4 separate regions of the Sus scrofa genome follow, and all the other regions are linked to region 1. The links are chromatin contacts, called in public HiChIP or PLAC-seq and promoter capture Hi-C maps. All regions are on one chromosome and are shown on one strand. The core of a region is the stretch at or near the end of the contact, and the rest is flanking DNA. Distances in the headings are between cores, read along the strand shown. Region 1 holds the start of SETD6 (N-lysine methyltransferase SETD6). Region 2 has its middle 18 kb from the start of GOT2. Region 3 holds the start of SLC38A7 (putative sodium-coupled neutral amino acid transporter 7). Region 4 holds the start of CSNK2A2 (casein kinase II subunit alpha').

Evidence for each region. Promoter capture Hi-C pulls out the DNA fragments that hold promoters and counts their contacts. HiChIP or PLAC-seq counts read pairs in DNA pulled down with a chosen protein or histone mark.
Region 2: a contact with region 1 is called in an H3K27ac HiChIP or PLAC-seq map of alveolar macrophages. The contact joins the enhancer-like site here to the promoter of SETD6 in region 1. A contact is called at or near these places in 2 of 5 promoter capture datasets (fetal liver and liver), 5 of 47 Hi-C or Micro-C datasets (embryonic fibroblasts, fetal liver, heart right ventricle and 2 more) and 2 of 2 datasets of contacts at active chromatin or transcription factors (alveolar macrophages and skeletal muscle).
Region 3: a promoter capture Hi-C map of fetal liver shows a contact between it and region 1, with 4 times the contacts expected there. The contact joins the promoter of SLC38A7 here to the promoter of SETD6 in region 1. A contact is called at or near these places in 2 of 5 promoter capture datasets (fetal liver and liver) and 1 of 2 datasets of contacts at active chromatin or transcription factors (skeletal muscle).
Region 4: a contact with region 1 is called in an H3K27ac HiChIP or PLAC-seq map of alveolar macrophages. The contact joins the promoter of CSNK2A2 here to the promoter of SETD6 in region 1. A contact is called at or near these places in 1 of 47 Hi-C or Micro-C datasets (epiblast stem cells) and 1 of 2 datasets of contacts at active chromatin or transcription factors (alveolar macrophages).

What each region holds. Positions count from the first base shown.
Region 1 is chr6:20,263,391-20,269,414 of Sscrofa11.1, forward strand. SETD6 (N-lysine methyltransferase SETD6) reads left to right here and starts at 3,150. Exons shown (of 11, transcript XM_003355790.5): 1 at 3,150-3,226; 2 at 3,443-3,491; 3 at 3,494-3,531; 4 at 3,622-3,682; 5 at 3,685-3,765; 6 at 3,845-3,986; 7 at 4,111-4,305; 8 at 4,434-4,551; 9 at 5,666-5,846; 10 at 6,009-6,024. The coding sequence starts at 3,200. NDRG4 (protein NDRG4) reads left to right here. Exons shown (of 17, transcript XM_021093970.1): 17 at 61-2,191. The coding sequence ends at 215.
Region 2 is chr6:20,447,154-20,453,462 of Sscrofa11.1, forward strand. No RefSeq gene overlaps it. Among named protein-coding and RNA genes, the nearest start is that of GOT2, 18 kb to the left of the region's middle. Within about 2 kb of position 2,773, at least 11 of the 83 cell types and tissues checked have an H3K27ac peak or open chromatin away from gene starts, as enhancers often do. A contact at or near this core is called in alveolar macrophages, fetal liver and liver, where this site is marked.
Region 3 is chr6:20,399,711-20,406,062 of Sscrofa11.1, forward strand. It overlaps SLC38A7 (putative sodium-coupled neutral amino acid transporter 7), which reads right to left and starts at 2,023. Exons shown (of 13, transcript XM_021097090.1): 1 at 1,952-2,023; 2 at 1,239-1,364.
Region 4 is chr6:20,012,520-20,018,758 of Sscrofa11.1, forward strand. CSNK2A2 (casein kinase II subunit alpha') reads right to left here and starts at 4,205. Exons shown (of 12, transcript XM_021093948.1): 1 at 4,102-4,205; 2 at 3,204-3,315. The coding sequence starts at 4,205.

The DNA of each region.
Region 1 (6,024 bases), core at 1,900-4,399:
TCACCTGCTGGCGCCCGGCCCGCCCGCGGGTCCTCATCCTGGTGCCCTCTCTGTCCACAGTGCCCTCGGCCAGCATGACCCGTCTTGCCCGCTCTCGCACAGCATCCCTCACCAGTGCCAGCTCGGTGGATGGCAGCCGCCCGCAGGCCTGCACCCACTCGGAGAGCAGTGAGGGGCTGGGCCAGGTCAACCACACCATGGAGGTGTCCTGCTGAAGCCCCTGGTCCCACAAAGATGCCCCCCTGCTCCCCGCCCGCATTGATGTTCCACTGCCATCTTCACATGGCTCATTTCCCCTTTTGTTTTTGTGAGGGTGAAGGGGAGGAAACAGGGTTACGTCTCCTTTGTTTAAAAAGATGAGGGGCTCCAGCTTAGACGCTGCAGCAGAGCAGTCTCCAGATGGTTTGAGGGGCCCACTCCCCCGACCCTGCCCCTGCACTCTCCTGGTTAACTTGGCTGACTTAGTCCCTCTCTCCCACATCCCCACGGCCCAGGCACAGTCAGGGCAGGGTTCCTGGGAGGAAGGGGATTAGCTAAGGAGAGGCTTTGAGTCCTTCTCTGGCCAGGATCCAGGGTAATATTCTGGATTAAAGAAAGCATGGGTTGACTCCCTGGGAAGGGAGGTTTGAAGAAGGGATAGGGTTTTGAGGGGGTGGGTTCTGGGACAGCAGGAGCACGGGGTCCAGCTCCGACACTGGTATGAGAACCAGGAGACAGCAGCGGGAGCCCTCCAGGGCAGGAGCCCTGGAGCCCTGCAGGCGCCTTTCTCCCCAGACCCTCCAGGCACATGTGACAATCATTTGAACAGTAGCCGCAAGGGGGCGCTCCTACCAGACCGCAGTTTTCCTGGTGCTCTCTGGGCAGGCCTGGTACTTGCTGTAAGACCAGGCAGGCAGGGGCTGAAAGGAGTTTCTTTGCCCAAGGACGACAGAACACGGAGGACCTTGAGAGCAGGAACTCCACAGACTTCCCTTCCAGCCCACACTCTGCTGCCTCCTGGCTCTGTCCCATTTCTGAGCCAAGGCTCTGAGGCAGAAAGTCCCCTGATCCTGTGTCCATGGGGCACTGACTAGGGCAGAGGTTAAAGGCTACAATATCTCGGAGAACTGGATGGTGACTGCCTTTGGAAGCCGGCAGGCAGTGGTGGCTCAGAGTTCCTATAGACCCCCTTCTTGCCCCCAGGTTTCACAGAGGACAACTCAATCAGTAGCAGCATGACCAAGGATGCCGGAAGGGTTTCTAGGGAGAGTTCTGGTTGAGCTCTGCCAGTGTTTCACACAGGCATCACTGAGAGAGTCCCTTTGGAGAAATCTGGTCCGAGGGAGCGGGATTTGGCAGTCTCACACCACCATCCTAGCTGGTCGGGGTAGTCTCAAGGCTGGGGCTAGATGGGTCCTGGGCTGGGAGGTGAAGTTTCCTGAAGGGAACAAGGGCCAGGCAGATTCCCCGCACATCCCAGCCCCCTCCTGCCCCCTGATGCCCAGGGCCGGGCCATATTCTTCCCGTTCACTCACTTAGAATCTCCTGGCCCAGAAACCATTTGTCTCTGGGCCTAAATCAATTGCCACAACCCCCAAAGTGAGTAAAAAGAAGAGGAGAGAGCAGTTAAAAATGCAGGGCTGTGGGGGGGGGGGGGATGGGGGGTGCTCTGGAGCCGAGGGACACGTGCATCCACATTTCCTCTGCATACATCACCCCCTACTAGAATCTTAAGCCATTACTCTAGACTCTTCTAGAGCCCAGTGGAGTGTTAGTGCGTCCCCAGTTCTATTCACTCACGTGCTTCCTCTGAATAGCGAATGTGACAGTTTGAAGAGCTGGTAGAATTAATCCCTCTTACTGTATGTAGATAGCGCTGTGAATCTTGGGTTTCGTTTTGGTTTTGTTTTTTTTGTTTTTTTTCTGTGTTCTTTCAGATGAGATATCTATAAATATCTATACATTATATATATATATACATATGTATATTGAGTCCTCCTGCCTGTGGTTTTCCATCGGAAGTTGTCTCTTCTTTGGTCAAAGTGAAATTTTAATGGAATTTATTATTTTCCTCTCTGTACAAAGCCTACTTTTGTGTTTTCTGGTGGCTTGATGTCATGAGACTTTGAGATGACAAAATGTAAAACAAAAACCCTTGTCAACATAGAAAGAGTTAACTGTGCTGAAAACCTAATAAAGAAACTAAGAAGAATTTGAGTATGGTGATGCTGTGCCCATCATGGGAAGCTTTCCAGGTGGGCAGAATCTTAGGCTGATGAGGCTGGTGCTTCTTGGGTTTTAAGTGGGGAGGAACGTTCAGAGAGGGAAGACAGGCATTTCCCAACCATCTCTGTATTTCTAGATCTCTTCACATTATTTTACCAATCCCTGCACTAATTCCACAGGATATTATTATCTTCATTTCACAGCTGAGAAAACTGAATTTACTCCTCATAAGAAGCCAAGCTGGGAGTTGGCCTTGGCATTATTTGACTTCAAAACTGAGGCCTGTAACGTCTATATTCGCTGCACCATTTTAAAAAATTTAATGGCATGCTGTTTCCCCATGTTTACCATTTCTGATTCATCCTCCCAGCCATTTACCCAATAAATGGATATTGAGTTTATAAAAAAGCATGTAAATAAAAGTATCCCCCCCATGTGCTATGTAGGTCTATTCTAGCTCTGGGAGCCCTGTCCACACCACTCCGAAACACATGTGCAAACTGCTCTAACTGAGCAAATAAAAGGACTGAGTAAAAATGCATAGAGATCAGGAAGGGAGGGGGCTGCCCACCTGAGTGCGCTCACAGCCAGCCAGCCAGCCGCGAGGCTTTAGCGTCTCATCCAGAAATCAGATTTTGCGCTTCAAACCCGCCTTCTACCCCGAAGCGTCTCAGCTTTCAGAGACCGAAAAGGGGAAGGGTTGTGCTTGGCTCAGACCAGTCTCAAGGCGGCAAGGGGACAGATCTATCTGCACCTGGCCGCACTTTTTCTGAACCCAACTGGGGACACCTGGCCTCAAGGACGTTCTCAGCAGGAATGATGTGACCAGGTGCAAACCCTAATTCATCTTCTGCTTGGAAGCCGAGACGAACGTCACGTGGTCCAGGGGCGGAGACATAGGCCCCGCCCCAGAAAGGCCTCCTTGCCCCTCCCCCCCGTACGCCGGAAGCGCCCGCGCGGGTGTAGGGGTCGCTGGGGCGAGCGCTCGCGGACCATGGCGACTCGGGCGAAGCGCCGGCGGGTAAGTCGCGGCTGGGGGCGCGAGCCAACCTTTCCTCACCGCGCTTCGCCGGCAGCGCTGGCCCGGACTCGGCTCCGCGCCCTGCGGCGGGTCCTTTGCCGCCTCTCCGCAGCCCCTCCCCCAACCCCAGCCCTTTCCTCCGCGCGCGTCGCCGGCTCCTCTGCCCCCAGCGAGCTCTCCTTGGCCGGTCCACGCCACTGCGCTTGCTTATCTCAGGTGGCGGGGCCTGCAGGCGGCGACGACCCGGCCCCGGTGGCCGGCTTCCTGATTGGTGCCGGCGGGTGGGCCTGGAGCTGAGCCCCAAGGTGAGTGGAGCGGGCGGGCGGGGGTGGCGAGGTGGAGGCGGGCGCGACGGGGCCGCGGGCCAGTTCTGACCCGTCGCTCCCCCTGTTCAGGTGGCGGTGAGCCGGCAAGGCACGGTGGCCGGCTACGGCATGGTGGCCCGGGAGAGCGTGCAGCCGGGGAGCTGCTGTTCGTGGTGCCGCGGGCCGCAGTTCTGTCACAGCACACCTGCTCCATCAGCGGCCTGCTGGAGCGAGGTGGGCACGCTGGCTTGGGTAGGACACCGAGGCGGGCCAGAGGGGCCGGCCAGGGCCCTGATTTCTGTGTTTCCTTCAGAGCGAGGCGCGCTGCAGAGCCAGTCGGGCTGGGTGCCGCTGCTGCTGGCGTTGCTCCATGAGCTGCAGGCCCCGGCCTCGCCCTGGAGTCCCTACTTTGCGCTCTGGCCCGAGCTGGGCCGCTTGGAGCACCCCATGTTCTGGTGAGAGCCGTAGGGGAGATCCGGGGAGCGCCAGAACCGTAACCTGGCTGGAATCACCCTGCCCTTGGAACGAGGTTCCCAAGCTGCTAGTGTATGAAGAACCTGGGTGGGGGTGTCACTGCAGGCCAGAGGAGGAGCGTCGGCGATTGCTGCAGGGCACAGGCGTACCTGAGGCCGTGGAGAAGGACTTGGCCAACATCCGCAGCGAGTATTATTCCATCGTGCTGCCCTTCATGGAAGCCCACCCTGATCTTTTCAGCCCCAGGGTTCGCTCTCTGGAACTCTACCACCAGCTTGTGGCTCTTGTGATGGCCTACAGGTCAGTGAGCAGAACCTTGAAAAGAACCACTTTAGAACTTTATTGAGGGAGGAGAGGGGACAGAACAGTGAACCCCAGCTGGTCTCTCACCCCTGCACTGGGCTTTAGCAAAGTTCTCTCTGTGGCAGCTTTCAGGAACCACTGGAGGAAGAAGATGAAAAGGAACCAAACTCCCCTTTGATGGTGCCTGCTGCAGACATACTAAACCACTTAGCCAATCACAATGCCAATCTAGAGTATTCTCCAGTGAGTGGATACCTCCCAGTTCTTGTTCTTGCGTGCATTGATGATTGGGCATTTGATGCAAAACCAGTGTGCTGCTTATGCTGACCTGGCAGTTGAGCTAAACTAAATGGGCTCCATTCTCATGCTAAAAATGGGTAGGTGAAATTAGCTCCTCCTCTGTGTACTTTGAGAGCATCTGAACACAGAACATCTCAAAGACAGTTGGGGTTAAGCCTCTGATAAACAATACACCATCATTTGATGCTGGTTGTTTTGTGCAGTGCCAGTAAGCCAAGATTGTTTTGAGGCCCTCTGGACAGCAGTCTGGAACAGCTAGTGTCAGTACTTCTCAGGAAGAGAGGGTGTGTTTTAAGTCAGAAGTTTAAGATATCAGGGCTGTGTTTATTTTTTTCTGGGCCAGGGATTAAATCTGCACCATAGCATGCAACCCTAGCCACTGTGACAAGGCCAGATTAACCCACTATGCCACAGGGAACCTCCACCAGGGCTGTGTTTCTATCAGTTGTCTGCTAAATGGAAAGTTAATGAAAGATCTGAGTTTAGGAATTAAAAATTAGGAAATAGCTGTTATTTTTAAATCCTTGTCTTCACTTGCTGTGTGTACTTTGTGTTGGGGGAAAAAAAATTTTTTTTAAAGGCTGCCCTGAGGCATATGGAAGTTCCCAGGCTAGGGGTGGAACTGGAGCTGCAGGCCTTCACAAGCCACAGCAACGCCAGATTTGAGCTGCATCTGTGACCTACATGCAGTTCATGCACCGCCAGATTCTTTAACCCACTGAGTGAGGCCAGGGATCGAACCCACATCCTCATGGATATTAATTGCCACAATGGGAACTCCTAATTGTTTTATAGCTAGCAGCCTTTTAGTGCTGGAGGTGCGTGAATAGATTTCACCTACCAGAACTTTGGTCTGACCTTTGACCTTTATAAGCCTCACCCCTCTCATTCTACAGTACAGGATCTTAACAGGAATTACAGTAGAATGTTGGTAGGTATAGTCTCAGTCTCATTGCTGAACTATATATACCTGCTGGAGGCTTTTCTAAAGAGGGAAGTAATCTTCGTGGGGCTGGCCTGGGAAGGGCCTGGCCCCAGCTTCTCCCTTCCACCCCAGAATTGTCTCCGGATGGTGGCCACTCAGTCCATTCCTAAAGGCCATGAGATTTTCAACACTTATGGGCAAATGGCTAATTGGCAACTGATCCACATGTACGGTTTTGTTGAACCATATCCTGACAACAAGGATGACACAGCTGATATTCAGATGGTGACAGTTCGTGAAGCAGCATTACAAGGTGAGTGATTAGACACTGGACACTAGTCTAATGTGTCTCCATCCCTGCCCCAGCTGCTCTGCTAAATAGCAGTTGCCCCTTTTTTTGTAGAGGAAGTGGTAGACTAAGGAGAAATAAGCTCTTGGGCATGAGACTTTCACACTCATGCTTTTCTACGTACAGGAACCAAAATTGAAGC
Region 2 (6,309 bases), core at 1,523-4,022, 180 kb after region 1:
CTGCATCCTCATGGATACTAATTGGGTTCATTAACCACTGAGCCACAACGGGAACTCTGATTTTTTCCTATTTTAGCAAAACACTCAGCCCGAGGCTCGGGGATGTGTCATTGCAGTCTCACTAACCAAACACAAAGTGCATTGAAGAACAGGTCTTCATTCCTGCCACTCTCAAGAGATTTTACTTCTCCCCACAAAACAAAACAAAGGAGTGGTTTTTGCCAGCATTGAGATTAATTGGATAATGTAAATTCCAGTTGATAGTTATCGGAACTTATTGGATTTTTCACCTGCATTTCTGTAGATGCTCCCTTTGGATTAAATAATACTTTAAAAAAGGACATAATTAGGAAGCAGAAGGCATTTATTTTTATTTTTATTTTTTTTGTCTTTTTTGTTGTTGTTGTTGTTGCTATTTCTTGGGCCGCTCCCACGGCATATGGAGGTTCCCAGGCTAGGGGTTGAATCGGAGCTGTAGCCACCGGCCTACGCCAGAGCCACAGCAACGCAGGATCCGAGCCGCGTCTGCAACCTACACCACAGCTCACAGCAACGCCGGCTCGTTAACCCACTGAGCAAGGCCAGGGATTGAACCTGCAACCTCATGGTTCCTAGTCGGATTCGTTAACCACTGTGCCACGACGGGAACTCCAGAAGGCATTTATTATACTTGTTTTTACCCTGGGAATAAATCTCCTCTTGATTTTGAAAAGATTTTCTGAACATAAAGGTTAGATGAGAGGATGGTTGCCAGCCAGCCACCAAAGGACAGGTTTTGCATGAAGAGAGTTTATGCTTTAATTTAGCTTAGTGTTTTTTGGAATGGCTTTATTGAGACATCATTTATATACCATATATTCCCCAATTTAAAGAGTACAATTCAATGATTTTTAGTGTATTCAGAGTTTTATAACCATCACCACAATTGTTACCAAACCAAACTAGGGTCCGCTTGTGCACATGCAGTAAGTCCGTCTACTGACACTGGCTTGCGATGAAGGGAAGTGCAGTGTTTATTGCAGGGCACTGAGCAAGAAGTCCAGGCAGGTAAGCTAAGCCCACATTCCCCAGGGCTTTCAGGGAGTGGTTTTTAAAGACAGTGAGGAAGGAGTTCCCACTGTGGCTCAGCAGTTAACGAGTCTGACTAGCATCCATGAGGACGTAGGTTTGATCCTTGGCCTTGCTCAGTGGGTTAAGGATCTGGTGTTGCCATGAGCTGGGGTGTAGGTCACAGATGTGGCTTGGATCTGGCGTTGCTGTGGCTGTGGTGTAGGCCAGCAGCAACAGCTCTTATTTGATCCCTGGCCTGGGAACCTCCATATGCCTCGAGTGCCCTAAAAAGCAAAAAAAAAAAAAAAAAAAAAAAAGACAAGTGAATGTTAAAGTAATTTAAAGTGGGGTATGTTTTCTTGAATGCCATACCAAGCTGAGATGGGCACTGCGAACCCCGATTTATTCAGATTACATTAGAGAGATTCCCCAAGACAGTGGGGTAGAGGATAAGGCGGTGAGTGTTTAGACGGTGAGTGTTTAGACAGTGAGGGAGAGGGTTGCAGTGTGTGTGATCAGCTTGTGGACGTTCATGTGTTTGGCTGGTGGTGAGGTCATCAGGAGTCAATATCATAAACCTTCTGGCTCCACCAGGTCAGGGGTCTGCCTATAGTGAACTTCTTCCACCTGCTGAGGTTTCAGTGTTTGCAAAACAGCTCAAAGGGCGTGACTCAGAATATTATCTACAGTACCTAGAGGAGGAACTAAATGTCCTTTATTTTGTTTAATGGCTAAGCTATTATTATTTTGTTTTGCTTGACTGTTTTCCTTTGTTTCTGTACTTTTTTACTTCTCTGAATTTATTCTTTGGCACTGGGGGGGAAGGCCTAGGAGGCTAAAGTTTTTCTACAAACAAAGGCAGGTGGAGGACATGGGGGGGGTCCTATCCTGGGGAGGCCCCATAGGGTCCTGCTTGGTTGCACAATTTTTTTTTTTTTGTCTTTTTGGGGCCGCACCCTTGGCATATGGAGGTTCCCAGGCTAGGGGTCTCATTGGAGCTACAGCTACCAGCCTGTGCCACAGCTGAAGCAACGGCCAGATCTGCAGAGCTGCATCTGTGACCTACACCACAGTTCACAGCAACACCGGATCCTTAACCCACTGAGTGAGGCCAGGGATTGAACCCCCAACCTCATGGTTCCTAGTCGGATTCGTTTCCTCTGTGCCACGACAGGAACTCCTTGGTTGTGCAATTTTTGAATGTCTTTATCATCCCCCCAAGAAATTTTGTGTCTGGAGTTCCCGTCCTGGCTCAGTGGTTAACGAACCCGACTAGTATCCATGAGGGCTCAGGTTTGATCCTTGGCCTTGCTCAGTGGGTTAAGGATCCGGCGTTGCCGTGAGCTGTGGTGTAGGTTATAGACGCGGCTTGGATCTGGTGTTACTGTGGCTCTGGCGTCGGCCGGTGGCTACAGCTCTGATTAGACCCCTAGCCTGGGAACCTCCATGTGTCATGGGTGCGGCCCTAGAAAAGTACAAACAAAAACAAAAACAAAAAAAAGAAAAAACAAAAAGAAAGAAACCCTGTGTCTTCAGTAACTGCCCTCCGTTTCCCCTCACCCCTCACAGTACTAGGTAACCGTTCATCTACTTCCTGTCTTTATAGATTTGCCTCTTCTGGATCTTTCCCTGCAGATGGAATCGTTCAATACTAATACGTGGTCTTTTATGACCACACTTTGTGAGTCATGTTAGTTCCTGCTCTCAGAGCAACCGCAGATGTGAGGAACTGTTATTCTCTGTTCCTAGTGGCTTAAACCACTGGGTCCGTGTGACCCTGGGGACCGTACCACTGCAGGGGCAACTTATCCCGTCGTGACTTTGCCAAAGTTGATGAGTTCCAGAATTTCAGTCTCAGTCCTTTCTCTCTGCAGCCTTTTAGCAGTGAAATGACGTCTTTCTACTGACTGAGGGCAAGTGGAAAACAAAAACAAAATCTTTTTTTTTTAATATATGTATTTTAATATAATATGTACCATAAAGAATTTATGCTCTTAATACTTTGATATGATAGATTGAAATATTTTATCTCTACAGGTTAATAAAGTGTGCTCAATAGCTCTAATTAAAAAACAGAACAAGGACTAGAACTAGTATTGTAAAGTGGAAGGAAGATGCCCTCTAGTGGTAAATATTAATAAAGGTAATTTTATGTTTAAAATATTAAACTCAATGAAACCATACTTGTTAAGTGCCTACTATGACCTAAGTCCAGGATACAATCATGAATAAAGTAGAAAGAGCACAAAACCTCTTTGAATATGCATTCTGGTAAGAAAGGCAAAAATTTTTAAAAGAAAATAACAATTGCATATTTAGTGAACATCATAAAGGGAAGAAACAGGATTTTGAGATAGAAAACAAAGGGGAAACTTGCTTCATTCTTAGGTACTACTTATTCCTTCATTTCTTGGAAGCTTCAGTTTTTCTCATTGATATTTTGTGGAATAAGGATGATTGTCTTTGTTGCTTTTGCTTTGTTTTAAATATTTGAGACATGTGAGTATATGAAACTAGAATCTCAAATCTGAAAGAAAAGTCAGAGCTAAATCAATTGTCTGGAGACATCATGAAATACTAATTCATATGTACAACATCTAAAATATCATGTAGCAATTTTACAGGTCTTGCAAAATAGCAAAGTAAAAGGAAACTCATTGTATTACCAGTAGAAGGGTTTTACAAATGCACAATAAATTAGAGCATTCCTCTCACTATAAGAACACAATCTCATCAGTACAAAGAAATAATAACTTATGGAAATCCTCATAATTGTATCAATTATATGAACAACGAGCAAAAGAAAAACAAACTTCAAGATCCTATAAGATTTCACTGCCTTCATTATTGATGTTGGCCTCTTTCAAATTTTGTTCCTGCTCACAAATTGATCCCTGACAACTTCAGTCTCCCCAGCCGCATACTTCTAAGTGGTGTGGGCTATTTGAGTCTACATTTCTCATGAGTTCCTAGCTGACGCCAGTGCTGCTTGTCCAGAGGACACATTTTAAGTGAAAGAAAGAAAGCCCTTATAGGTACTTAAATTAAAAAAAAAAATGAGTGGTAAGAATCAGTATTCTTAAGATGTCACTTCTTCAATTTGATCTATAGATTCAATGCAATCCCAATCAAAATCCCAGAAAGTTATTTTGTGAATATCAACAAATACTACCCTAACAACTTTAAGATTACTGTAAAGTAATCTTAAGTAAACAAGATGGTGAAAGAATAGACAAACTAATCAGCGGAACAGAATAGAAACCTTAAAATATGCCCACATAAATATAGTTTACTTATCTTTGAAAAAGAAGCAAAAGTAATACCGTGGAACAAAGATAATCTTTTCAACAAATGGCGCTAGCACAAATGGACTTACACATGCACACACACACACACACACACACACAAAAAGATTCTATACACAGACCTTACACTCTTCCCAAAAATAGCTCAAAATGGATCACAGATCTATATGTAAAATGCAAGACTGTAGGAGAAAATCTAGATGACTTTGAGCTTGGTGATGACTTTTGACACAACACCAAGGGTACAGTCCAAGATAAACTTCATTAAAATTAAAAACTTGTGCTCTATAAAAGACAGTGTCAAGAGAATAAAAAGATAAACCATCTACAGGGAGAAAATATTTCAAAATAAATATCTGATAAAGGACTGTTGTCCAAAATATGAAACGAACTCCTAAAACTCAACAGTAAGAATACAAACAACCCAGTTAAAAAATGGGCCAAAGACTTTAAGAGACACCTCTTCAAAGCAGATATACATATAGTTAAAAGCATATTAAAAGATGTCCCACATCATCTATCATCAGGAAAATGCATATAAAAACTACAGTAAGAAACTACTACACACCTATTGGAATGGCTAAAATCTAGAAAACAGACAGTACAAATGCTAACAAGGATATGGAGCAGTAGGAACTCTCATTGCTGGTGGGAATGTAAAATGTTACAGCCACTTTGGAAGACAGTTAGTAGTTTCTTACAAAACTAAACATACTCTTACCATACAAACCAGCAGTTGTGCTACTTGGCATTTACTTAAAGGAATTGAAAACTTATGTCCACACAAAAGCCTATACTCACATGTTTATAGTAGCTTTATTTATAATTGACAAAACTTGGAAGCAGCCAAGATGTCTTTAAGTAGCTGAATGAATAAACTAGGATATATTTAAACAATAGAATATTAGTCAAGGCTAAAAACAAATGATGTATCAAGCCCCGAAAAGATACAGAAGAAACTTAAATACTAATTGTAAGTTAAAGAAACCAATCTGACAAGTCTACATACCATGTGATTCCAACTGTGTGACATTCTGGAAAAGGTAAAAATATTGAGAAAGTAAAAAGAACAGTGGTTGCCAGGGGTTGAGGGGCAGGGAGGGGAAGAATGAGTAAGTGGAGCACAGAGGATTTGTAGGGCAGAGAAACTACTCTATATTATACCATAATTGTGGATATATGAAATTATACATTGGTCCAGAACTATAGAATGTACAACCCCAAGAATGAATTCTTGTGTAAACTGTGGACTTTGGATGATAATGAAGATGTGTTAATATAGCACCTCAATTGCAACAAATGTGCCACTGTGGTGGGTCATGTTGATAATGGACGAAGCTCCATGTGTTTTGGGTCAGAGAATATATGGGAAATATACATCTACTTTTTCTCAATATTTCTGTTAAACTAAAACTGATCTAAAAAATTAAAATCTTAAAAAATCTAATACACAAAGTACTGCGTTTGAGGATATCTCTAGGCCAGACTTAGTTTGAATACTACCAGCTTGGTGTTCTCTCATCAAGCTTAAGTTAGCAAGACTTAATTGTATGTCTTCTTACTAATATAATCTTGGTGCCCAGCCCAGTGCCGGAACCAGGACTGAGAGATGTTAATAAATAAGTAAATCGCTAATGAATCAAAGAAAATGAACAGGCAAAGGAGTCTCTTACAACATCAAGGGAGTAATTTATAATTGATTTTCTTTATTTTTGGAACATATTTTGTCCAACATCATGTGCTGTATCTGTGCACATTTCTTAGTAAATGTTGCTCTTTTCCCATCTGCTTTGAGAGCATCATTTTTTTTAATGATTTACAAAGGATGTTAAGCAATGCCTAACTTTCTAGTTTATAAGGCATTTAACAAAGTGAAGAATTCTAGTGTTAGGTCAGGTAAGTAAATAAATCATAGCACACTTTATTATAGGTGAAGATAAAACAAATTATGGAG
Region 3 (6,352 bases), core at 773-3,272, 140 kb after region 1:
AGATCGAATCACTCATCCAGGGTCACACAGCAGGCAAGGTGGAGAGCAGGATTTAGATCCAGATCTGTCTGGCTTCCCAGCTTGTTTCCATACCACAGGATTCCAAGAACAGTCCTCACCCAGAACCGTGGATATTTCAATTTCTTACAGTCCAGCATCTCTCGCTCCCACCCAGAATCTAAATTCTATGGAGCTTTCAAGGCCCTTCAAAATCCAGGCCAATTCTGTCTGCTTCTCTGTGAAATGACTTGAAAATTCATGTGCCACTCAGGATTATTTTTGTTCTACATTTAGCAATTAATTTCCACATATGATACAATAGAAACATCCCCTCAGAAGACTGCTAAGTAAAGAAGATAACAAAGAAAGCCAAATATATGAATAACCCATGTTTGGGCTCCAATGAAAAGTTTTTTTTTATTGGTTTGTTTTTTGTTTTTTGCTTTTTAGGGCTGCATTCATGGCATATGGAGGTTCCCAGGCTAAGGGTCTTATCAGAGCTGTAGCCGCCGGCCTACGCCACAGCCACAGCATCACAGGATCCAAGCTGTGTCTTCGACCTACACTGCAGCTCAGAGCAATGCCAGATCCTTAACCCATTGATCGAGGCCAGGGATCAAATCCACAACCTCATGGTTACTAGTTGGATTCGTTTCCACTGTGCCACAACGGGAACTCCAAAAAGGTTTTATTTTTGCTTTAATGAAAAAAAAATTCAGGGCAGTTCTTACTCTTCTCCCACATGACTGACCTAACCATTGCCCATCACAGAAGCATCCCTTCCCGTGCCCTCAGCACACTGATGGGTTTAGAATGGCTAGTGAGTCCCACTGCTTGAACAAAGTTTGGAGCCTCATACTCAGTAGAGGGGAAAGGGGGAGTTTAGGTGCTTTCAGACATCTGTCACCAAGCATGCAACCAAGGGACACAGCTCCAGGGGAAGTGTCTCCTCTTTGACTCCAAGTCCAGAAAGACCAGTCAGATGCCGCAGGGCTTCCTCTTACGCAACCTGCCACCCAGTCAGCAACTCAGCAAAAAACCAGTGAGTAGTGGACGCAGTTTGGGGCTTCCAGCTTCCAGGGTAGCCCCACAGAGAGCTCTGCAAAGTTAGTGCTTACTGAAGCTGTGAGACCATGTCTTCCTGCTCATGTCGAAGACACAGAGGTCTCCACATTAGCCCAAGATTTCTCAGCTCCCCTTCGCTGCATATTACCCCCACACCACCGTACCCAGCTTACCTGCTCTTTCCACCTGTCTGGCTGTGGTGGAGGGAGAGCTGCTCTTTACACCTCCTTCTCCCCAAAGATTTGGGATCTGAGTCTCCTTACTTCTCTCTCCGGCCCCCGATGTCTTCTTTCTTAAAACTTCACAGAAAATCTGCTGTCAACAGTGAGAAGGGGCTGAGCTGTTTCTGTGCTGGTGAGCGGAGTGAGGGGAACTGAGGCGTTTTAACTCACAGAATGGAACAGCAGCTCAGAACATGCCCATGGAAGGAAAGAGTCTAGACTAATGTCACAGGGACTAGACCGCAGAGCCAGAGACAGAAGCCTAACGCCCACGTGCCCAGGCCAGGGGCTTAACCATTGCGGTAGGCCCCCTCAGACCCCAACTGGAGCAGGTTGCCAGGCCAGCCTGGGACTGGATCCCAGAAATATGAGGAGTGGGCTCATTGGGAGTGGGTCAGCGCGCACCCAGGGCAGGGACGATCTACAGGCCCGAGGCGAGTGGGTTGCTGTCGGGTAAACTAGGGAGGGGCTTCGGGGCTTGATCCGGCCTAGGAGTGATTAAGGAGACTAGGTGGGGCCAGTCCGACCAAGCGCGGGCGTGTGGCGGAGGACACCGGGCTGCGGAGTCCTGAGGGTGTGGGCAGGGCTTTTCCTCAGTGGGGGCCCTGGGGACCCCGGGACCTAATATTTCCACCCTTCACCAACCTGTACCTCCTGTCACTTACCTGCGGTGCCTCAAGCCCGGCCGGCTGCAGCGACACGTGAGCAGCGGTCACATGACTCTGGCCTTGGGTGGGCCGCGGGACATGCTGGGAGTTGTAGTTTTCTGCAGGTGTCAATCTTGGACACCAGCTTCCTTATGCCCGAGGGGATGGCACTGTTCCGAATCAGCCTGGCAGCCTGCCCGCCGGTGTTTATCCGGTTACTTTTAGTCCTGGCCCCTTGGCCAAATCACACACTCCTTCCTACTCCTAGGAAGAGCAATTGATGATTTTGCCAGTCTGGATGCCATGGGCCATAGATCTTTGGCCTCATTAATCCTCCTTTGTTTCCCTTGTCTTCGCACCCACAGCTCTGACCCTGGACTTTTTTTTTTTTTTGTCTTTTTGCTATTTCTTGGGCCGCTCCCGCGGCATATGGAGGTTCCCAGGCTAGGGGTCCAGTCGGAGCTGCAGCCACCGGCCTATGCCAGAGCCACAGCAATGCGGGATCCGAGCCGCGTCTGCAACCTACACCACAGCTAACGGGGCAACGCCGGATCGTTAACCCACTGAGCAAGGGCAGGGACCGAACCCGCAACCTCATGGTTCCTAGTCGGATTCGTTAAGCACTGCGCCACAACGGGAACTGCTGACCCTGGACTTTTTCACTGAGGACAGTGAGGGGCCATTTTTACCTCCTTGAGCTGTGGTTGGTTTGAGTGTTGCTCATGGCCTTAACCCCAGGGCCTAGATTCTTGAACACTGAGGCACTGATGTCACTCATATAATTAAGTATTGGTTGAATGAATGGGTGTCCATAGCCCTGGCTTCTGTTTGTGACTGTGTGCCACTTGCAAGCTGTCACATAGTCACTAGCATTCCAATGTCCTCATCTATGTTAGGAGAACCTGCTCTCCATTCCACCTACCTCTTCATGCATCAAAGGTCCTTGCTGATGAGAGCCTCGTATTGGTTACCCAGTTTCCCTCAGTGGTGACATTTTGCAAAACCATAGTACCATATCACAACCAGGATATTGATGACACAATCCACTGATCATATTCGAATTTCCTCAGTTCTATTTGAAGTCATTTTTTGGTGTGTGTTTACTTCTATTCAGCTTAATCATGGGGAGGGTTTATAAATCACCACATTCAGGATTCCAGACCTTTCCAACACAAGGATCCCTCCTACTGCCTTTTTATAACCACTCACCTCCCTCCAGCAAGGCTTTCCTTCTGTAAGTCTCTGCAACCACTAATCTGTTCTCCATTTCTAAAAGTCTGTCATTTCAAAAAATGTTATATAAATGGAATTCTACAGTTGTAACCTCTTAAGATTGGCTATTTTCAACAAGCATAATTGCCCAGAGACTCATGCAAGTTGTTGTGTACATCAGTGTGTGTGTGTGTATGTGTGGGCGTGTGTGTGTGTGTGTAGGCTTTGCTCACAGCATGCCAGCACGCAGAAGTTCCTGGGCCAGGGATCAAACCTGTGTCACAGCAGTAATCAGATCCATGGCAGTGACATCACCAGATCCTTAACCTGCTGAGTCAGCAGGGGGTTCAATTTTGGGTATATACATAGAATTGCAGAGGTAGAATTGCTGAGTCAAGTGGAAACTCGACCTGGTTTAACCTTTTGAGGAAGTGCCACTGTTTCAAAGTAGTTGTACCATTTTACCTTCTGACCAGAAGTGTATGAGGGTTCCAGTTTCTCCATATCCTTGATAACCCTTAATATATCTTTGATTATAGCCATCCTAGTGGGTGTGAAGTGATTCTTATTGTGGTTTTGATTTATATTTTCCCCATGACTCATGATGTTAGCATCTTTTCATGTGCTTGTTGGCCATTAGTATGCTTCCCTGAAAAGGTATCTATGCAGACCCCCTTTCTGGGTATTAATTGCCTTCTATTATTTTTTTGTCTTTTTAGGGCCACACCCACGGCATATGGAGAATCCCAGGCTAGGGGTTGAATGGGAGCTACAGGCCGCCGGCCTATGCCACAACCACAATGCTAGATCCATGCCATGTCTGTGACCTAGATCACAGCTCATGGCAATGCTGGATCCGTAACCCACTGAGTGAGGCCAGGGATTGAACCTCCATCCACATGGATAACAGTCAGATTCATTTCCGCTGAGCCATGATGGGAAGACCTATCTTATTATTGTGTTGTTAAGGGTTTTTAATATATTCTGGATGCAAATGCCTCATCAATATGTGATTGGCAATACTATTCTCAACATTTTTTTTTTTTTTTGTCTTTTTGCCATTTCTTGGGCCGCTCCCGCAGCATATGGAGGTTCCCAGGCTAGGGATCTAATCAGAGCTGCAGCTGCCAGCCTACGCCACAGCCACAGCAACGCAGGATCCGAGCCGCATCTGAGACCTACACCACAGCTCACGGCAACGCCGGATCGTTAACCCACTGAGCAAGGGCAGGGATCGAACCTGCAACCTCATGGTTCCTAGTCGGATTCGTTAACCACTGTGCCACGATGGGAACTCCAATTCTCAACATTTTTATAAGGCTATCACTCAAAAAAAAAGAAAAAGTTGGTCTTTCAGTTATTAGATATAAATAAACCAATAATTTTTTTTTCTCTTTTTTTAGGGCTGTATCCACAGCACATGCAACTTCCCAGGCTAGGGGTCAAATCGGAGCTACAGCTACCAACCTACACCACAGCCACAGCAACACAGGATCTGAGCTGCATCTGGGACCTACACCACAGCTCATGGCATCGCCAGATCCCTGACCCACTGAGCGAGGCCAGGGATCAAAGCTGCATCCTCATGGATACCAGGTAGGATGTTTCTGCTGCGCCACAAGGAGAACTCCCAAGCCAATAATTTTCATGGAAAAGAAAATTCCAAAAGCTAGAAGTAAGTACAGCTTAAAACAAAATTCTCAGGTTGGCCAAATGAGCCGGACTTTCGTTGTTTAGATGTAAGCCTGCTTGGTCTAATAGAACCCAATGGCTGGCCCACGGGTCAGTTATATCGGCCCTCCTGAGAAAGTTTCCTTTTTCTTTCTTTTCTTTTCTGTCATACCCATGGTATGCAGAAGCTCCTGGGCCAGAGACTGAACCTGCACAATGGCAGTGGCAGCACCAGATCCTTAGCTCATTGAGTCACTGGGTAACTTTTCCTTTTTCTTATTTTTTGGCCTCACCTGCAGCATGCAGAAATTCTCTGGGCCAGGGATTGAATTTGTGCCATAGCAGTTAGTTAGTTACAACATGGGATCTTTAACTGCTAGACCACCAGGGAACTCTTTTTCTTATTTTAAAAAATAGTTGCCTGGAATACTCTGGTTTCTCTTCAGATTGAATAAATCTTTTGCCTTATACTTAAAAAACAAACAAACAAACAAACAAACAAAAACCCCACAAAAGATTCCTGGAGCTCCCGCTGTGGTGCAATGAAATTGGTAGCATTTCTGCAGTGCTGGGATGTGGGTTCGATCCCCAGCCCAGCACAGTGGGTTAAAGATCAGCCTTGGTGCAGCTGTGGCATAGGTCACAACTGTGGCTGGGATGTGATTCCTGGCCTGGGAACTCCATATGTCAAGGAGTGGCCAAAAAAGAAAAAAAAAAAAAAACAAACGAAAAAATTCCTCAACCTTATCTTCTACGTACTGAGTCAGAATGCCCAAAGGGAACCCAAACTAAACAAAACAAAACGGACTCGGGGACTATTCTGCCTTAAATTTTAGTGAAACAAAGGCATGAGTGGGTCAACTACCTCCCCCATCAGGTGGAAGAACATTGACAGCTTCTTAAGAAGGAAACTAGAAAAAGGTTGATGGCAAACAGATTGGACTGTGAGAAAAATAGGTTCACACCCCACATGACTTTTCAGTGAGGAATGGGACTTGCTCCAGGGTGAGATGGAAATACATGTGTTTAAAAATAACAAGGTCAGCAGGGTGGTGAAGTTCCTTTTCCACTTGAAGACGTGGCAGCCAACTTTCAACCGTTTTGGCTCCAGAAAGGGAGACTTACAGCAGTTTCTTCTTCTACTTCTTTTTTTCTTTTCAGGCTGCGCCTGCAGCATATGGAAGTTCTCAGGCTAGGGGCTGAATGGGAGTTACAGCTTCCGGCCTATGCCATAGCTACAGCCACGCAGGATCCAAGGCTGCATCTGTGACCTACGCCTCGGCATTCAGCAATGCTGGATCCTTAACCCACTGATGGAGGCCAGGGATTGAACCTCCATCCTCATGGATACTACTCAGGTTTTTAACCTGCTGAACCATAATGGGAAGTTTCTTCAAACCTAAGCATTCAGCTCATTTACAGAGCAGCTACTAATATGCTTATTATTTTCCCATTTGAGACACTTTTCCAGACACTTGGTGAACCAGTCCATTCACTTAAACTTTCACTGCCTTGGTATATCCATTAGCAACAGGA
Region 4 (6,239 bases), core at 2,955-5,454, 250 kb before region 1:
TTCCCACAATTGAAATACAGTAGGCCTATATGAAGAGGAACCTTTTTCTAGATTCTTCCAAATTATGCGCATCTAGCCCTCTGTTAAGGACATAATTTCCTGTGGCCAAATACCACAGTAGGTATTGGTCACAACTTTGACTTCTCTGAATAGGGGCACATAACTTTGGGTAAAGACCCTATTCTTTTTATTTTTATTTTTTGGCTGCACTTGAGGCATGCAGAAGTTCCTGAGTCAGGGATAGAACCCATGCCACAGCAGTGACCATGCCAGATCCTTAACCCATTGAGCAACCAGGGAACTCCAAGTTCCTATTCTTTTTATTTTTTATTTTGCTTTTTTGGGCCACAAGTGTGGCATATGGAAGTTCCCAGGCTAGGGGTCAAAGAGAGCTGCAGGTGCCAGCCTATACCACAACCATGGCAACACCAGATCCGAGCCATGTCTGTGACCTACATCGCACCTCATGGCAATACCAGATCTTTAACCTACTGAGTAAGGCCAAGATTGAATCTGCATCCTCATGGATACTAGTCAGGTTTGTTTCCACTGAACCACACCAGGAACTCCTCTTTTTACTTTTTTAATTTTTTTTTTCTTTTTATGGCTGCACCCTCAGCATATTCAAGTTCCCAGGCTAGGGGGTCGAATCAGAGCCACACGAGCAGCCTATGCTGCAGCTTGCATCACCAGTGGTTTTTTAACCCACTGAGTTAAGGTCAGGGATCAAACCCGCATCCTCATGGACACTGTGTCGGGTTCTTAACCCACTAAGCCACAACGGGAAGTACCCCTATTCTTTTATATATATATAAAATACTTTTAACCTACTTTTAATTCAGCTGGTTAGAAGGAGAAAATCCAACAGTACCCTAGGCAATTTCTTTTTTTTTGTTGTTGTTGTTGTTGCTATTTCTTGGGCCGCTCCCACGGCATATGGAGGTTCCCAGGCTAGGGGCTGAATCGGAGCTGTAGCCACCGGCCTACGCCAGAGCCACAGCAACGCGGGATCCGAGCCGCGTCTGCAACCTACACCACAGCTCACGGCAACGCCGGATCGTTAACCCACTGAGCAAGGGCAGGGACCGAACCCGCAACCTCATGGTTCCTAGTCAGATTTGTTAACCACTGCGCCACGGCGGGAACTCCCATCCTAGGCAATTTCTAACCCCATCCTTCAGATAGAACAAATCCGGACAGAAATGTCATAGGGCTTTGAAAAACGGAGACTGAGAGTAGTTTTCACCAGTGGAAACAAGGTGGTTCAGGCTGCACCCTGAAAAGAACGTGTGTGAAAAAGATCTAAGAACTAACACTTCATTAACTAGAGCATCACAGGGGCCTCCCAAGACTTATTCTAGAACACTGGAACTTACTCTGTGCTCAATGTTAAGATCTTACAACCTAACACTAAAACAAACAGTAAGAGAGAGGAAAAAAATAGGAAACAGGAGTTCTGGCCAAGGGTTATTTCAACATAGTGACGTTAGATATGCTTCTTGGTGCCTAAATTTCTGGTTGGTTAAAAATGTCCTTCAGTTTCCATATCGGGTACCCTAAACATATCCTATAAATCTTTAGAGCAGGGGAAAACTATCCAGCAACTGAGGCTATGAAGTTCTCCACAAGGATGACAAAAGGGCAATATGACACTTCCCTAAATGAATGTACTATTACTTATATACACACCTGAATGTGGTTCCCTTTCAAAAGACGCCACAGGAAGTTGCATACTTACTCTAAAAATGCTACCATCACATCAAAGTTTAGACATTTTTCTGGAATTGCTTTAGAGTCAGCAGTTTATTCTTCTGATTGCACAACAGTGGGATATGGGTACTCCTAATGTCAATTTATGCCTTGCTTATTTCCTAGAGAGATTTTAAGTAGCTCTATTAAAAACATTTATGCTAATGTTTAACAGAAAAAAACTGTATGGTTTCCCAGGTGACTTCTCTGATGGGAATATTTCTTTAAATATTTGTGAAGAAAAAAAATAAAGACCACGTGACTTTGTAGGAGCAGTTCATATTTAGGGAAGAGGAGAGTCAAACTCCCTATCTTCAGTATCAATTCCTCACATCTCCCCCCCAGTGTTTCTGACAGCACAAATAACTTGCCTATTTCTCTGCAAACCTGCCTCTTCATCACAAGGCTAGAATGGTAGCAGTAACAGAGTCAATCACTTTTCTGAAAGGTGATTTTCTGATAGTCGAAGCCTGACCTCCCTTTTTAAATCGGGACACAGCTGCCCCAACTTTACTTAAGGCACAAAAACAGCTTTTCAATCCTACATTCTTGTTCGCAGAGCCTCTCCAAAATGGCCACATTGGAACTCTTGTATATGTGAAAGTGCTTATATGCTCCTACTAATCAACTCTTTGGTCTTCTCGTGATTTCACTAAATGACATGCACGCACATTAAATGATCAGGCAATGATCATTGAAAAGAGTCTAAGAATTATTTTTTATATGCCTTTGACACATTATCAAAGCTACACAACCAGTTACTCAGAAGAGAATTTAGCCAACTCTTCATGTTCATCAAGATCAAGCCTTCCTTCAAGAGATGACAAAAGGTATCTTTAACAAATTCAGGGTTCTATAAACTAGACAGGTTGTTTTGCTTTAATTCAAAACAACCCAACTTCACGTTTACTAGCTGATAAGCAACAATGAATCTTCCTGGCACTACTGGCTCACTATATCCATCTTACCTGAAACTTTTAACACCAAGAAGGAAAAAACAAGTCATTTTTCCACAGGAGTGGTTCCCTCCACTCAGGTTTCAAATGCATCCTTGAAGCTACTTTTTTACAACTTTCTGGAATAACATATACAGTACTTGAGGAGCCTTTGCGTTGATAGGATCTTCATGAAAAGGCTCTTTTTGCTTCTGAATGCCTATTTATTTTCTAATAAATGGAGCCCCTTTGGAAGTTTCACTTTGGAAGCCTTTAATTACATTTCAGAACAAGCATGTTCCTGAACCATCACACTTAGAGTTGAAACAGGTCTGCCTATTTCTGCAGATTTTCTTGAAAGTTCACAGGAAAATGAGGTGGGAGGAGTAGGAGAGGGACATCAGACAGAACAGATGCAAAATGAGAGCTCAAACTGCTCATTGGAGAATGTGGCTGAAATAGTTCATATCCTTCTGACCTGTGAAAAAGAAACTTTAACGCCGCTCATAAGACACTCACCTTGAGAATTTTTACAACCACTCTCTCGTTGTTGGTGATGTTAATGGCCTCAAATACTTCACTATACTTTCCCCGACCAAGTTTTCGAACCAGCTGGTAATCATCTTGATTACTGTGAAAGCCAAGAGCGACAAATATAAATGGCAGGACTTAGGATTAACCAAGCCTATGCCCACTACACACCCCATCCAGGCGCTTCCATTAATCAAGCACTTGGAAGTGTCTACACATCATGCCACAACTCATTCCCTAAATGAAAGCCACAACATAAACTTGGCTCCTCGCACTAGACGCAGTTCCTAACCTAATTGGTCCCTCATAACTTAGGGGAGATAAGGTGGAAGGCACGGGTCTGACTCAATCTAGAGGTGAGCAAAGCATCCATCCCGGAGGCCCAGAGGTGCCCCTCCGCCCAGCACCTGCCTTCTATTGCACACCCAGAAGGTAGACACCGCCTGCCTTGCGAATCTGGACATCCTTAAAAAATTTCCTCCCACCCATCCTCATTTCAAAAAAATAGAAAAGCAAAGAATTTTAATAGCTCAAGAGGACAGCTGCTGACTTCCCACCCCAATAGAAACCCCAAAGCGTAAAAGGAAAGGCTGCTCCCTTACTCCCACCGGGCTCTGGTCCCTGGACCCCTACACTTGTAAGGAAGTATACCCTGGGGTAAGGGGTACGCACAACGGGGAGGGAGAAGCGGAAGGGAGGAGAGGAAGACGAGGGCACTGGTGGGGGGAGTGGACCTCCCACCCCAGACCGGAGAAGCGCAGGCCCAGCAAAGGGGCAGGCGAGGAGATAGACAGCGGGGGACAAGTGCGGTTTGCGCGGGGGGTGGGGGGACGGCCGGGCGGGGGTGGGAGTGAGAGGGCCCGGCGGGGGGCGGCGGCGGCTTTACCCCCAGCTCGGGACGTGAGACTCATAGTCCCAGTACTCGCGGCTCCTCAGGCTGTTCACCTCGGCGTAGACCCGGGCCCTGCTGCCCGCGGCCGGGCCCGGCATGGCGGGCGGGACCGGGGGGCGTCGCGGGGCGCCGAGGGCGGCGGCGGCGGCGCGACGGGGGGCGCGGGGCGGCGGGCGGAGGAGGCGGCGGGCCGCGGGCCGCCGGAGGAGGAGGAGGAGCGCAGCGGCGGGCGGCCGCGCCAGGCCGGGCCCGCGGGGGCGGGCGGGCTGGGGGCGCGGGGGGCGCCGGCCAAGCCGGCCGGGCCCTGGAGCTGCCGGCGGGACGGCGGGGCGGATGGCGCTCGCGCTCCGCGGCGGCCTCCGCTCGGCTCGCGGCCCCGAGGCGGCGGCGGCGGCGTCGGCGGCACCAGCAGCGGCAGCCGCCGGCCGGGAAAGGGGCAGCGGCAGCGGCGGCGAAGAAGGAGGAGGAGGAAACCCGGAAAAGGGGCCGCGCTCACTAGGAGCGGCCGACGCCCGGCCCGGGGCCGCCCAGCCTCACAGCGCCCCCTGCAGCGCGGGGGGACCCGCCCGCCGGCCTGGTCCCGCCCCTGACCCCGCCCCTCCAGGATCCCCTTCCAAATCTACCCATCCTTGGTCTGGCAGAAAGCGCTCATCACAGGGCCTCCCCGCCCACAGGCTGCTGTCCTAGAGCCTTGCCCCCTCGCCTACTCTTCCAGGACTCTCCTAGAGACCCCCTACCCCAAAGCTCTCTACCCTTTCGTCATCCAGAGTTTCACCACCAGACCTCTCATACCGACCCTGCTGTGACACTTTTGTCACCCAAACTGTTCCCATCAAGTCCCTCCCTCATGAAACTTGCTCTTTTCACTCAGAACCTCTCCAACTCCTGATTTCCCCACCCCTCCCAGAGACAGCCCATCTTCCCTGATAGACTCTCCCCTGCCACCCACAGACTCTTGAACCTCCAGACTTCCCCTTCTCTCTTCATCCACAAAACCCTTATCTTACATTTTCCCCAAAATATCCTTCCAGAACCTTCCCTAAGAACTCTCTTTATGTTCATATCCTCACTTGGTTAAGTTGGAGTCAGCCAAGTTACTCACTGTAAAGTTCCTATTTTTCCCTTTGTAATTAATAAGCAAAATGTGTGGAGACACTTTGAGACCATAGAAATACCTTGGTTTGGTTTGGGAGGACAGAGAGCAGGAGAATTGTGAGAGTCCTGCCTTGAAGGGACAGGCTAGGAGTTGGGTATGGACTGAGGGTGGGGTGGCCAACCAAACTTTGGCCTATTTTATTAGGTTGCCTTCTAGCCCTGAACACTCTTCTCTCCTTGATGTTCTGGGCCTTTCTTTGGTCTTGCTTTTCCATCCCACATTTTTTAATCACTCAGCCTGGGTTGCTTTGAATCCAATCCTTTTTCATATTCTGTTTTCTAGGTGAGGCCCTGCTTCCTCCTTCTTGATACAATTAAGAGAACAAACTCTGAAGCTAGATCCTTCCGTGTTTGAATGCCAGCTCTGCTACTTACAAGCTGTGTTACCTTGGGCCAATAACTTAACCTCTCTATGCTGTGGATTTTACAAAATAAAAGCAGTAATGGCACCTACCTCACACGACTATGGAGCAGATTAGACAAAATAAACCATGAAAAACACTTAGAACAGTGTCTAGCAGATACTGAGTGCTCAATATGATTATTATCTGACCAGGGCCTTTCCCTACACATTGCTCTCCTTGAGATGCCCGTCTTTCAGTTTTTTCTACCCTCCAAGTTTGGCCGACATCACCTCTACCCCCTCCAGTTCCATTTTTCTCTGCCTGACTCCTTTTTCCTCTCCAAGTCTCACTTTTAAGTTCATTTTATTTATTTATTTATTTTTTTTTTGCCATTTATTGGGCCGCTCGCATGGCATATGGAGGTTCCCAGGCTAGGGGTCTAATTGGAGCTGTATCTGCTGGCCTACGTCAGAGCCACAGCAACGCAGGATCCGAGCCACATCTGCAACCTACACCACAGCTCACGGCAACGCCGGGTCCCTAACCCCCCGAGCAAGGGCAGGGACCGAACCTAAAACCTCATGGTTCCTAGTTGGAGTCGTTAACCACTGCGCCACGACGGGAACTCCCATT